3 separate regions of the Rattus norvegicus genome follow, and regions 1 and 3 are each linked to region 2. A link is a contact called in public Hi-C data. All regions are on one chromosome and are shown on one strand. Each heading gives the region's core, a stretch centred on a gene start, on an enhancer-like site or on the middle of the called end of the contact. The rest is flanking DNA. Distances are from core to core; before and after follow the strand shown.

Region 1 (4,637 bases), core at 77-2,576, 350 kb before region 2:
TGGTATTAGGTACTGTAGCTTAAGCCTTGCATTCGTGGGGTTTCCAGAGAAGAAAAAGAACGCGGCAATCTCTCCTGGGAAACCACTGTATATACATTTATGCCCCTTCCCTCAGCCACAACACAGATAGCCCCCAATACTCAGCACCCAGACCAAAGCAACACTTCAGTTGGGTTTTCAAAGCTCCTAGGTGCATCTGCCCCAGCCTTCATCATGGCTGCTTTCTCTTCATCTCCCACTATAGAATTCGAGCTCCCAAAAGTCAGGGACCATAGCCACTATTTTAAAATTCACTTCTGCATCCCCAGAGCCTAGGATCAACACACAGTGGATCTCTCAGGACTGTTGGGAATATATGAATGAGTAAAGAATGAAAGAACAGAATCCCATACAAGTAGGCTGCGAGAGTTTGAGCATGAAGTGTCCCGCAAAGAGGTTCATGCACTGAAGGCTTGGAGCTCAGCTGGTCGTGCATTCTGGTAGGTTCTAGAAACCTTAGGAAGCAGAACCTGTCTGGAAGAAGTGGGTCAGATGGGCAAGCTCATGAGAGCTGTGACGAGTTCCCAGCTCCCTCCTCACTTCTGCTGCTTTCTGGTTGCAGGTGTCTGCCACCATGATACCCATTTCACCATAGGCCCATAAAACACAGAGCCAAGTAACCATGGACTGAACCCTTCGAAACCATGAGCCAAAAGAATCCTTCCATTGCAATGTTTCCCTAAGGTATTCTGGTTATGGCACCAAAAGTTCTAACACATAGGTCCCCCCACTCCCACCCATATATGACATTTGACTCTGTCTAATGGTAAAGTTGCTTCAGTTCTAAGGGCAGGAGTGTGCCATCCTAAATCCAACATCCCAGAGGGACTCAAAGTACAATTGAGATCGGAACAAAAATCTTCAGAAAGCTAAGAGTTCCCAAGTGACGTGAGCCCTCCCTGCTCCCTGCAGCCTGGCACTGGCCCTAGCCCGAGTGCTGGCCTCTCACAGGCCTCTTCTTATCTCTTTATGATTTCAACCCTCCTCTTAGTCTTAGGCTCAGGGCTAAAGACTACATCTGGGAGGCTCTAACCCAGAGAAACACAAAGACCTCTTTCAAAGTATTGAAAAAAATATAATCTCATCATTCCCCCAGTATTAGTCATACTTTTTTTTTTTTTCCTGTTGTCAATAGCATGTTGGCCATTTGGGGTCTCAAAGACCACATTAGGATGAACACTGGATGCTGTGTTTAATTAGGAGGGCAAAAGATAGAGTAGCTTGGACTGTGAGTAGAAAGAAAACCAAGAGGAGGAGCTATGAGCTCTGGCAGATGTTCTCTGAGCCATCAGTTACTCCCAGCTCAGCCTCATCCCAGGGTTCCACCCCCACCATCCCACTGCTGTAGCAATTCTGACTAGTCCTATCAGATTAAACAAAAGGAAACACATCAAATGATTTCTATAGTACCTAAGCATATAGTCAGTATCCGGCACCAGGATTTCTGAATCGTAGATATTGCTTTACTGGTTTTTGGGTTTTTTTTTTTTTTTTTTTTTTTTTAGATTTGTTTGTAAGATTCTAGAGAGAGGCAAGTGGCCAAGGAGAAAAAGATGATTAACAGTTTCCAGGGACCCATGCTGAAGTGGTATAGCTGGAGTGGCCCCTTACTGGGGCACAGATGTTCGAGCCTCCAGATGTTCACGCTAGACTGGTTTTCTGTCGCACGAAGGAGCTGAAACCCAAACAGGGTCTGGGAAACTTGTACAAGCACAGTCAGTCAAGAGTGCTGGCATCGGTCTTAAATCATTGCAAATAAAAACCCAGGGAAATCTCCCGCTGTAACCCTAGAAAGCTTGCTTCGGGTTTCTCCACCTTACACAAAGGAGTAGGAAAAGGAAGAAGTGGGGAAAGGGGAGGAGAGGAGAAGGAAGGAGGAAGAGGAAGAGGAGAGAGAGACAAAAAAGGGAAGATGGAGGAAAGAGGGAAGAAGGAGGTAGGGGGAGGAACTCTTTAAACATTCCTACCCCAACTTCCTGTCTCCTGGAGAGAGGAGACACGTCCCTTAGTCAGCAGCCATCATGAGGTCTTAGAGGGATGCCTTGTGTCTGGGCTACCATGGGCAGCCACGGAGCCTTGCTTTTTGGTCCTAGGGGAAGCAGTCCCCTGAGGAGGCTGCAGTGTGTCTACAAACGTGGTTCAGTGAGGGCAGTAGTTTGAACACATGCGGAACCACTAAGAATGACAGAGTCTAGCCTCGGGGCTATTTTAGGCCAGATCCAGAATTGGAGTCAGTGGAGATTTTGTTTATGTAACATCTGCTCAAGACTCTTTGGAGCAAATAACCCGGGCTTCCAGGCCTGCGCTCGCTCAACGAGCAGGGGCGTGGCTTCGAGCTTCCTGTTGTTCTTGGCGCTGCTTCCCTGCTGTTGTGGCTCCTCTCCGGGGCTGTTTGCTGCCTCCTAGGCTCAACGCAGTAGCCCTCTCTTCAGATCCCTTTCTAGGGTCAGGATAGCCTGTAAGTAGCCATGAAGCTAGAGGAGATGGTACCCCAGGCACTACGCTCCAGAGAGTTGCTTCCTGGCCCCTTGTCAGCCTCCTCCTGCTCCGTGGTGTCCCCCGCCCCCTACACATCCTCTTAGTTGAGCAGCTTTCAAGACAGGTCGGGAATGCCAGATAAACGATTCTGTTCTGCATTCTGCAAGTACGGATCTGAATCGTGATCCGCACCTGACCGTTGCTACCTGGAATTGTCCTTACCTGAGAAGCATGTAAACAGGACTGTTTCTTGGTGTCCTCCTGAGATTGACTCCAGTCCCCAGTGGATACCGGGATGTTAGGATGCTCAGGTACCTTCTATGAAACGGACAGTGTTTGCATCAAACCCACACGATCTCCTGATTACTTGTAGCACACAAACCAATGCAAGTGCTGTGAGTAGTTACTGCTTAAGGGAAAATGACCAGGAAAACGCGTATACATGTTCAGGACAGATGCAGTTGGTTTTCATAAACGTTTTTGTCTGTGTTTGCTTGACTCCATGAAGGCAGAAGGACATATACAGCCAGTGACTGTACATATAATATATGGCAATTTTCTTTGTTTTGGGCCTACTCAAGGGCATGGAGACTATAGCTTTTCAAAAATCCAGATAATATAGGCACTTTGTATTTTATCATGAACTCTTTGTATGTCTGTGTGTGACAATTATATATTTGTATGCAGATATAGGTATGTATACGTATTATATAATACATTTTGACTAGACTTACCCTCCCACATTCTTTCTTGTCCCCCTCTTGCTGAACTCTAGATTCCTTCTAACCAGTCCCTCTCCTACTTTCCTGACATTTTTTTCTTTTCTCCCCCTCAACCCCCACTTATGACCTACTGAGTTTAACTGGCATTGCTTAGATGAGCTTAGAGAGAGATTACTTACCAACGTTTGCACAACTTACCTGTTGCCAGGAGGAAAATGACTTCTCCCCTGATGCCTCCTAACTGCCAAGAGCTCTGCAAGAAAGGCTAGGCCTCAGGAGGCCCTCCCTCACAAATGCTGGACCATTGGTGGGTCCTCTCAGATGCAGGTAACCATGGCTACCGGTTTACTAGTGAGTACAGTGGCCATACATCCTGAACTCTTCCTCATCTTCTGACTTTCATTCTTTCTCTTCCTACCTCCACGATGTTCTTTGGGTCTAGTGCTGAGTATTCAGAGTTACTTACTCAGCACTTTGTCCTGTTTGAATCTCTGCCTTGACCATTACCCACTGGAGGTTAAAACAAAACAAAACAACAACAACAACCAAAAAACGTTCTCTGCCTGAGACTGAGAGCGGCATTATTCTATGGATATAAAAATAAGTATTTAGAAAGCAACGTGGTCATTTAACAAGACAGTTGTAGTTGATTCCCTGAGAGAGCGATGGCCTTCTTCAGCCATTGGCTTTTGACTAGGCTTACAGCCCAAGACATGAGTCTGCTCTTTTGGAGGGAACCTCAAGCAATCTCAGAGCAGCTGATCGCCCCCAGAGCAGTCATGCCACTGTTACCCAAGTGGGCAGAGCTTGCCTTGAAGGTTAGTATTGTAGCATGCAGGGTGCATAGCTGGGTAAGACTGCACAGTGCCTTCTAGTCCTATGAATACTAACTGGCAGGGAAAAATTCTGCATCCTACAGCCAGAGTGTGCAATAGGGTTACATCTTTTTAAAAAGCATATCCATTGGGAAATATTAGAGTCATATGTTTATATGTTTATATAAACTTTTATATGTTTAGATAGGATTTACATACACAAAAACTTACACATCTTAAGGGCACAGCTTGACCATCTTGCTTAGCTTCATAGCCATGATATAAATAGATCGAGGCATAAAATATTTCCACTTTACTTATGTCTCCTCTTGTCTCTGTAAGGTCAAATGTGAATAGGGTTGGCAAAACAAAATGCCATCCACTGGAAGACTTAATCAACAGAAGTAGATGTCTCCCAACTCTGCAGAGCAGACAAACAAGAACAGGGTATAGTATGGCTGAGGTGTGATGAGGGAGGGCTCCTCCTGGCTTGTGGATGATCGACCATTGTAAGCACAAGTACGCACAAGGAAAGAAAGGGGCAAGCTCTTGGATTCATTATTGAAAGCACGCTAGTCCTATT
Region 2 (4,574 bases), core at 437-2,936:
CTGCTGCTCTCCCATTAGCCAATTACTCTGTTGCAACTGTCACAGGCCCTCTTTTTGCAATAATTATGAAGAATTATGTCCCATCTGGCAGCTCAAATGTTTAGCTCAATTTGAAGGAAATTTTGTTGTAATTATAGGGGCAGTGTTTCTGTTAAGTCTTGAAAACGAGCCCCTCCCCACTGCAAAAGCTTTGGTGAAAGGTACAGCACACATGGAGGAGGGTCTCATAGAAGCACTAAGCACACACTGTGTATGCACGTACACGTACACACACACACACACACGCACACGCCTGGAGAGCATAAAACAAAGAAATGAGCTGCGTAATGAACCACAACGTAACAAAGTACCAAAGCTTAAAATCTATTGCATTTAAATATGATTCTATGGACTTTTGCTGGCTTACGGAATTTCAAAAAATATTTTGTATTCTTACAGTCCCTTTGTACATTTTAAACCATTAATTTGTATGTCTCTAAAGGCATGATTTTAATGTTTTCCAGTGGAATTGTGAAATTGTAAAAGTTTTTTTAAATTTAACATTTCTTAACACAAGTGGAAAAAAAACAAGTTGAAATTGAAGACAAAGATAAAGAATCGCAAAGACTGGGAGTCTTGATTCTATTTTATTTGTTTAAACCTTCTCTGTCTGTCTGTGTATAGTCTGCATGAGTTTATGTTCTACATGCTCGCAGTTGCCTGCAAAGCGCAGAAGAGGGCGCGGCCCCACCCGACACTAGAGGTGCAGGTGGTTTTGAGATGGCTGATGCAGATGCAGAGGGAGGAACTTGGGTCCTCTGTGAGAGCAGTGAGTTCTCTCAACGGCTGAGCCGCCTTTCTAGCTCCTGCTCTTTCTCTCTTTTTAAGTCAAATAATGAATTATTATTTTATTAACCTTGAAATGTACTTGGATCACCACTGTGTATGTAGATAAAATTGCTATGATATATGGACACGTTTTATTTGGGACCCAGGAAAGGCTTAGCCTCTCCTCGCACCCACTCACAGCTCCAAAGCAGTGTAAGCGCCGGGAAGCGAGCGGGAAGCCAGCGTGCAGTGTGGGCGTTAGTTCCCAGCAGGCCAGTGAGAGCCATCCAGGCAGATGGAAAGACAAAGGTTATTTCTGGAAGATATGAAGACATTTTTGTACTTGTAAATATTTTCTTATTCCATATTTTAAATATTATGTAATTAGCATGGGTCGCATTGACTTGTGTTTTATAAACCAACTCTGCATTTCATTTTAGACCAAGATAAAATATTCATTCTTTTTTTTTTAGCCATCTCCCAATGTGATATTATATTTTCAATAAAGAACATCTGGATATTTGCAATTGTAAAAGTCTTCATGCTTTTGAAATATGACATTCAACAAATAGTTCTCCATCAACAACGGCTAAACAGCAATCAGCCTTGTCTCGGATATTTGGGTAGATTTGGTTTTGTTATTAAAAACATTAGTTTTTCTATCATTTAAAACATCTCAATATGGTATGTAGGTGGTGAGAAAGCAGGTTAGGCTACAAGGGAAAACTCTGAAATTTTGTAATAAATTAGGGTAATTAGGCCGGGGTGGTTAAGGCATAATGAAGAATAATGGGCTGTTTTCCTTTGGTCTGGCCTTGATGCTGTCCAAGTGAGAGCAAGGTGGTGCAACACTGCCCCCTACTGTACGACGTTGCCGATCCCTTTGAAAGGAACTTGGGGGCGGCGGGAGTGGGGGATGGAAGAAACCAACAGCTTGGGGACGAGCCTATCTTCTTACATTTGATATTTTAAAAGTATCGTGGAGAGCAGTGTGGGCCCCTCAGCACAAACACTCAAACAATAGTATAACCATGCCTTCTGTGCTGCAGTTTGCTTTCTTAAGCTGGGGCTGCTGCTGAGTTAACAGATGACACGGTTTTTTTCCCCTGATGGATGGTCCTGGAGGTTTGTGAATGTGCTTTTGTTTCAATTAGCGCTTGTCTCAAGGAATGTTGCATCTTTGAAAAAAAGCACACAGGATATCTTTGAGGCTGGATAGAACAGGGCATTTGTCCATTTTCATGGTAGCTTTAGTATTTTTAATAACAGGACCAAACCTTGAGGTAAAATGTATCAATTTAACCAATCATCCTATCTTGGAACTCACCCAGGCTTAACTGTCTATAACCAACTTTGTCTTATTTTCTGTAGTAGAACACAAATTCACGTGCAGGAGCCCTTGGCACCAATACCATTTACACTTTTTATTTTGATGAAAAGTTGAATTCCTTTTTTTTCCCTTAATAATTTTGATGACATGTCCTCTGCAAATGCATACTTTCGGACATTAAAAAACAAATCGAAAGCCACTTATCGTATGAATCATTGTTAAAGTCAGCTGTAATCCACTGTGTAAAATCTCCCTGTAAAGGCACACAGGCTAGGGGCTTAAACCTGGAGCACATTAAATTAGTTCCAGTCTCTGGCAAACTGGCTTTGCCTGCCTTGCTTAGGCAGGCAAACCGGAAACAGGCAGTTTATAACAAGAAGTCTGCCTTAGAAACCATGGGGTCTATTGGAGAAAGATTTATAACCCCCACTTATATAAACATTACAAATGTGGGCTCTGAGTAGGAGGGGAGCCGTTATCGAAATCTCCCGAAGAGCTTTTTCATTGTGAGTGAAATGGACAGCATGCGCTGTTGTTTGAAGAGCAGCCAGCGTGCCCACAGCGGCCCTCTCCGCGGCTCGGCCTGATTAGAATGTAGCATTGTGAAGACTGACCAGACCTCCTACTTCTAATCTGTTTTCACAGTGAGACTCCATTGGCATCAAACCTAGAGCCAAGGAAACTCTGTGCCAAAGGAGAAAATGATCATTTTTGGAGTTAAAGGAAAAGGAATATAATTATATGAAATCTAGGGTAATGGAGTCCACATCAACTTACACCACTGCCTGAGTTTAAATGATTTTTACATACAAACGCTTTCCTAGATATCATGTTGTCTTTGAGATTGTAATAGAACCCAGATGAGGCTTGAAATATTTGGTCCCATAAAATGAGGAAGGCTGAAAGGAGAGATTAGCATTTGAGATTAGAAAGCTATTTATTTGATACTTCACATATGGCGAGCTGAGGTCCAGGAGCTGCACGTCTGTGTTCTTCTCATTTCGCTTTATCTCATTTGGAATGCCTTGAAACTTTCCACATAAATACACTTTCCTTTGCCTAAATATCTCCAACAGGGCCCTAAAAATCAAATTTTCTTTTTTCTTTTGGGCTTGTTAATAGTAGCTACTGTTTTATGGGTCCAATCCAGGTGACGCTGAATCCACTCTCCTTAGGATCTCTCCAGCCTTCCTGGAAGACAGCTAGCACATCTGTTTTTACCATTTTTAGCTCAGTCCAAACATAAGGTTATTTGGAAAGCACCTTTAAAATAGGGGCTGCTATAAGAAGGAACACAGTGAAAGGTTGTGACTGACAAAACATGAAACCAGGACCCACAAGAGTGTGGAGTTGAATGCCATAGACTGCACACCCATAGAAGGGTCCTCCCGTTCTCTTTGTCTACCAGGCCTGTTGTTGACTTTGATGGCAAGAAGCCACTCCTCTGACTTCAGCCGGTGAGCAGAAATGAAAATTCTGGTCAGGTCTAACATCAGAGAGCAGGCGGACTCAAAGGGAGGCTCTGAGCAGTACCACGCCACTAATACTAATGAGAAGTTTACTGGGTATCATCTTTGAAATTTTTATTATAACATTCTTATTGTTTTTGAGAATTTCATACACCTGTGCAGTGTATGTTGGTCGTATTATTGACCTCATATATCCAGCTTATATACACTGTATCAGACGAGGTGTCTTATGCATGTCTTTACGGTGCAGCAACCCCAGTTTTGGAATGATGAAGCTGAGGTTCCGAGTTCAGGTATATGCTCAGCCACTGCGAGTGGCACTGATTACTGGGGCCAGCTCTTCTGGCTCCTGAGCCCAAGCTCCATACCTGCTCAACCACCACACAGTCCATGTTGAGCCTTTCACTTCTAACGCCATCTGGAATCTTCTAAAGCACTACCCGTAAACCCATGAGTGTCTAGCCTGCTCTCATGAGAGCCTTGGACTTTTTCCTCAGCAGCTCTCTCTGCACAGATGAGAGGTTCGGAACACAAGATGAACTCTTGGTCTCTGAGGATGGGAAGCAAGGCTACTTGTGCACCGGTCATTCAGGTAGGGAATTGACCTATAATCTTTGGTCTGGGAGGCTGATACCCAGACTGGAAGACGTAAGAATATGGATGGGTCCTGTCATCCAAAGGTAGTTTATTATCTGTCCCTTCATGTGACTGAAATGCCCTGCGTCTTTTTGATACTTCCTGGTATGTTCCCATACTGCCACTATGGAGTCCTACCATGAAAGGCCTCCAGTTTTGAATATAAACTGAACTTGTACTGAAGGAAACAAATCTTAACTGCTTATTGCTACTAATTTCTTAATTGAGTAAAATTTAGTAATTTGAGAAATTTGACCCATGCCCATTGATATATGTGGGAAAGAAAATCTATGAAGTTACCATGGATTTTATAATGAATAATGGTCTCTAAA
Region 3 (5,032 bases), core at 1,048-3,547, 500 kb before region 2:
CACCTTCATATCGGTCCTTATTGTAATATCAGGCTTTCTTGGGTAAGTGGTCAAACCAGTGACAAACAGGCAAGGTCCAGGCAAGCCCCCCGTGCCAAGCCCAGAGCCCGGTCGCCCGGCTGCCCAGCCACCCAGCCGCCCAGCCACCCGGCCTCTAGATGAGGACTATGAGGCTGTGGCTTGGGATAGCAAGATGACCTTCCTGAAGGGTCCTTGTCAGATGCACCAGGCTTCATCTGAAACGCGCCCCTCCCTTTCCAGCCCTGGTTCTCACCGGTGCTTTGGCTAAATCCGTATTGATCACTTATAGCAGCGTCTGAGTCAGCAAACATGTCAACTCCAGAACTCTGACTCTCTTCCTCTAACCTTCCTTCACCTTTTGCTGGCGACACCTCGGGCCCCCATTCCCTCCCCTGTCATTCACTTGGCTGTTAAGTCACTGCACCTTCTCTACTTTTATTTTGTGCCTGTCCCCTGAGCCCTCCCCAGAGACCCCAGTGCGCTCCTCCCCATGGCTTTGGACCACACCGGCCGCCGTTCTGTTGCAGTGTCTGGAGAGAAGTCTAAGCAGCCGTTCCAGACTCTTCCCCTCCCTTTAGTAGGAGCTACAGACTTGCACTTGCCAGCTGACTCTTAACTGGCCCAAGCTCTTACAGCTTGACTTCCTGATGGAGACAGGGTCCCTCCATGTAGCCGAGGCTAGTCCTAAACTTTCAACCTTCCTGTCTGAGCTTCTGGTGTGCTGGGTTTACCGGCATGCACTACCATGCTTGGCTCTCGGAGTCTGGCTTTTTCTAGGCCTGGGAGCCTCTTTCCCACCATCTGTCATCTGTGAGTTTCTTAAAGCCCACTGGTTCTTCTGAGCTCAAGCGCAAGTTTCTCTTCCATGTGCCTTCCTTCCTTCATCCTCTAATCCAGATGCAAACCATCTCTACTTTTGCAATTAATACTTTCCCCCTGTGGACTCTGCTCTGTCTTGTATTACAACTATTAATAGTTTTGTCTGACCCTTCCTTTAAAGCTCTTGGCTATGCTTGGGATTGAACCCATGGCCTTGAGTTCCACCTATGAGTTACAACCCAGTCCTGTGTCTTATTTGGTGCTTCCTTTCTTAAAGGCTAACATTATGTCCTTGTCAGCATTTTTGTGTCTTACAGTAGAAATTTATATGTTGCGCCAGGTTTAATTGAGTTAGTTAGGTGTTAGTGACTGACACCTGTAATCCCGGCACTTGGGAAGCTGAGGCAGGAGGACTCCCAGGAGTTTGAGGTTAATTCTGGGCTGCAGTGACGATTAGATCCTGTCTCAAAACAAACACATGAACAAACAAACCAAAGTAATCTTACACATAGCTGGGCTCAAACATATTCATAGGAAGGAATTACTCTGTAGAAGTGAGTATTTTTCCTTGTCAGCAGAGAAGATTTCAGCTGAGAACAGACAGATGACATGGAGAGCTCAGGATAGGATCTCTTGCTAGGACCTCGTGTGTGTGTGTGTGTGTGTGTGTGTGTGTGTGTGTGTGTGTGTGTGTGTGTGTGTGTTACTTTGAAATGACTGCACATTCTCTAAATACCTCCTGTAGGGAAATCTGCCTGCCTTTCCCTCCTCACAGAGTGATAAAATCTTAGCACAAAGAGAAATGGAAGATAAATGGAGAAATCTGGCTCCCATCTGCAGAACGAATGGTTTCAACTAAAGGATCCATCGAACTTGGGATGGTTTGAGAATATTACACATTCTCTTAAGTTCTCTGAGAAATTTAGCCGAGCAGACCAAAAAACCCCACCAAAACCGAAGCCTCTGGAATAGCTAGGTTTTGTATAGGGAAACGAGTGATTTTTACAGACTCTCTCACTGCTCCCTTGTGGGGACTGCGGCGCCCGGTATCTAATCTACTCCCCACTTCCTGTGTTATGAAATGCTGGGCATAGTTCTGTCTTGGCTCGCTTGTATTGAGCTAGAGCCAAGAGTGGGACAAAAGCCACAGCAAACACTGCCCTCTTTCGTCCGTTTGCGTCTCTGCAGCTTCTCCGCGGGCCAGGCAGGCAAAGGAAGCTTAGAAACACTGAGAGAGCCTTTACTGGTCTTTCCATCTCCGTGGTTTCTCTGTGTGACTGCGAGGGCCTCCGCGACGGGGAACATCTTTATTCTGGTGTCACAAATATCTGAACGTATCCAAGGCTGCCACACTGCGCCAGTCACTCTTGCCTGACGCTTGCTCAGTACTGAGCTCGGAAAGAGTGGGTGTGAAGCCGAAAAAGAGGCTTCATTGTTTGAGGTCTCCCAGCTCTGCTTGGATTGAGCGCTGAGCTCAAGATAAAACCCCAGCAGAAAGTGACACGTCAGCAGCCACAGCGAGGATCTCTCTTATGGTTCCAACCACTCATTTGGAAGAGAAGGGCTTTCTCTTTGTGGCTTGTGGAATTCTTTCCGCATAATTTGATCACGATGCTCATCTGTATGTTGTGTGGGGGATGTTCTGTGCGGCCCCCAAATAGTGCTACAGTGTTTGATCGGATCTGTTGAGGCAATCTGTTGCTGCAAGGCCAGCAAGAGAAAGACATGCTTGTAGGCCAATTTGATTTACACAGGTTTTTGGTGGTTTTTTTTTTTTTTGTTTTGTTTTTGTTTTTTATTTGAATATAACTATGAATCACAACTAGAAATTAAAGATCGGTATGACTTCATTTTTTTGGTTGACTTGAATCATGCTTCTCACCTATTTCTTAGGGTTTGAGGAGTGCAAGGACCACGGGTGAAGAGTCAGAGGAAGGGCTGTGTCACTTAGGAAGAGAATGATCCAGGTAGGAATAGCGTGTGGAATCAGCCATGTGTGAATTTTGTTCCTAAGCTTTAGTTAGCCCAAGTTCCAGTGACTCTAAGTCCTTGACTTCCCAGGACAGCTCTGGAGACAGATATTTGGTTCCACTGTGCCCAGCAAGGAACTTAGGCTTTTCAGAGTGCTTTGATTGGTAGCTTGGGAAATCTTAGATACAGTCTCAGAGACATAAAGCTACCTCAAGGGCTGGGTCCTTGGGGACCTGGGTGTCTGCTGCCCAGTGGAAAGCCTGCAGGGGTGCTACTGCACATTGCAGGAGTGTCACTGTCACAGAAGGAGTGCTGACTGGCTCTTCTGATCTCCAATACCCTCTCACCACCAGCAGATCTCTAAACTATCAGAGTGTAGTCTATTTAAGAAGAAAACATCAGGGAACAAAGCCAAGAGATAGATCCGTTTGTTCTCAGTAAGGGCTTTTGATGGGGGCATTTACACAGGCTTCTGTCCGAGTGCACAGACCAGGCAGATAACGGAAATTTCCAACAAAGGGTTGCCTAGAAGGCTCATTCCTGTAAGAGAAGCCAGCCGGATACCTGGGGTTGAAGTCCGAAGGCTGACGATCTATCTGGTAATTGGACAGAACTCAATCCTGGTCTGCACTGGGTGAAAAGGCCTGGGGGTTGGAAAGATGGCCCATTCAGTGAAATGTATGCTAGGAGAGTCGGGGAGGCCAAAACAGGAGGCTCCCTGATGCTTGCAGGCCTAGCTAAGTGATGAACGTCAGTTTCCCTGGGAGACTGTCTCAAAACATAAGGTGGAGAGTGACTGAGGACACCTTATGGCTTTTATACACACTAAACACACTACATGGGCACTACAAACATATGACTACATCGACATACACAGGCATCACACACACACACACACAAACACACACACGATACATACACGAGATTTTATGCTGAAAAATTATGATAAAACCGAAAGGAAGCAAGTTATAGAGACGCTGTTATCCTCAGGGTTGGTTATAGAGCTCAATACTTAAACATTCGGTGGCTCCTGAAGAAAAAGGCAGTGCCGAGTCAGTCAGTGTGCCTTCCTCAGAAAGATGGGGTTTCGGGCAGGCCAAGGGAAGAAGACGCCCCTCCACTAAGGGGCTAAGGGGCCATTTTTGTTTGTTGTTTTGAGACTTAACTTTGTAGCTCTGGCTGACCCAGAACTCACTCTGTGGACTGGACTATCCTCAGATTAACAGAGATCCTCCTGCCTCATACCCAGCATTAATGGGTAAATATTTAAAACTTAAATTTGTGTGTGTGTGTATGTGTTTGTGTATATGTTTGCACACTTGTGTAGTGTAGTGTAGTGTGTGTGTGTGTGTGTGTGTGTGTGTGTGTGTGTGTGTGAAGCTCTTTCAAGTCTCTCTCTCTAGCTTCTTAGCCAGTTTATTTAATCAGTCATGATATACTGACTACTAACTTCTTGGATTTCTGTAGCCCAGTATTTGTCCAAGCTTTTTCTCCTGGGTAGGGATGGTTGGGATTAGAGCGGAGCTGTGTGGACACGAGTAGGGAAAAAGCCAGTCTACAGTTAATTTATAGAGTAGACTGAGAACAGAAACTAAAGAGAGTTATTTCTTTCACTCGGGTAAGTCTGGTGTTTGGCAAACCGTCTGGAGAGTGTTAGGTGATGGACAGGCACCTTGATTAAAGACTTATCTCTCTTCTTTTCACCCCCACGCTTCTTTCTCCACCATAGGTCGATTGCATTTCAATCACTCGCAGTCTCAGCGGGGCAGGGCTGCCACAGGCTTGGGACCCGCGCCTTGGCGAGGCTGCGTCCCAGGGGCTCATCCTGGAATCGGAGCTGGTGATGGAAACGTTACCGTATTTCTCCTGATATTGCCTCCTCCGTCCTTGACTCTCAGGGCCAGACTACCATGCTCTGGCGCCAGCATTCCCAGGCCCCATAAAGGATAACAACTGTTTGGTTGGCCTTTCCATGGAGATCTGGAGTCTGCCAAACACAAACGCTGATTTAAAACTGGTCTAGGAATCCACCCTGGTCTGGGGTCCCAGTGTTTTGAGATGTTCTTTACAGCCTGGCTTAAGACTCTGCAGCACTAAACAAATAAACGGAGAGCTCAGAGTTGTGCTGTGTCAGGGACAGCAGGTTCTATGCAGTGGGCAGTGAAGTGAGCAGTGAGCGAGACAGGGAAACTCTGCCTGAGCCATTGTCTGACAGACCGCA

Evidence for each region. A called contact is a pair of places that touch in the nucleus more often than the background predicts.
Region 1: a Hi-C map of Schwann cells shows a contact between it and region 2, with 13 times the contacts expected there. The contact joins two enhancer-like sites.
Region 3: a contact with region 2 is called in a Hi-C map of Schwann cells, with 6 times the contacts expected there. The contact joins two enhancer-like sites. A contact is called at or near these places in 6 of 12 Hi-C or Micro-C datasets (the A7r5 cell line, Schwann cells, frontal cortex and 3 more) and 1 of 1 datasets of contacts at active chromatin or transcription factors (oligodendrocytes).

What each region holds. Positions count from the first base shown.
Region 1 is chr14:33,767,520-33,772,156 of GRCr8, forward strand. No RefSeq gene overlaps it. Among named protein-coding and RNA genes, the nearest start is that of Lnx1, 99 kb to the right of the region's middle. Within about 2 kb of position 1,327, at least 29 of the 93 cell types and tissues checked have an H3K27ac peak or open chromatin away from gene starts, as enhancers often do. A contact at or near this core is called in Schwann cells, where this site is marked.
Region 2 is chr14:34,114,660-34,119,233 of GRCr8, forward strand. All of the region lies in intron 4 of Scfd2 (sec1 family domain containing 2), which reads left to right. Among named protein-coding and RNA genes, the nearest start is that of Scfd2, 79 kb to the left of the region's middle. Within about 2 kb of position 1,687, at least 27 of the 93 cell types and tissues checked have an H3K27ac peak or open chromatin away from gene starts, as enhancers often do. A contact at or near this core is called in Schwann cells, where this site is marked.
Region 3 is chr14:33,615,219-33,620,250 of GRCr8, forward strand. No RefSeq gene overlaps it. Among named protein-coding and RNA genes, the nearest start is that of Chic2, 110 kb to the left of the region's middle. Within about 2 kb of position 2,298, at least 41 of the 93 cell types and tissues checked have an H3K27ac peak or open chromatin away from gene starts, as enhancers often do. A contact at or near this core is called in Schwann cells, where this site is marked.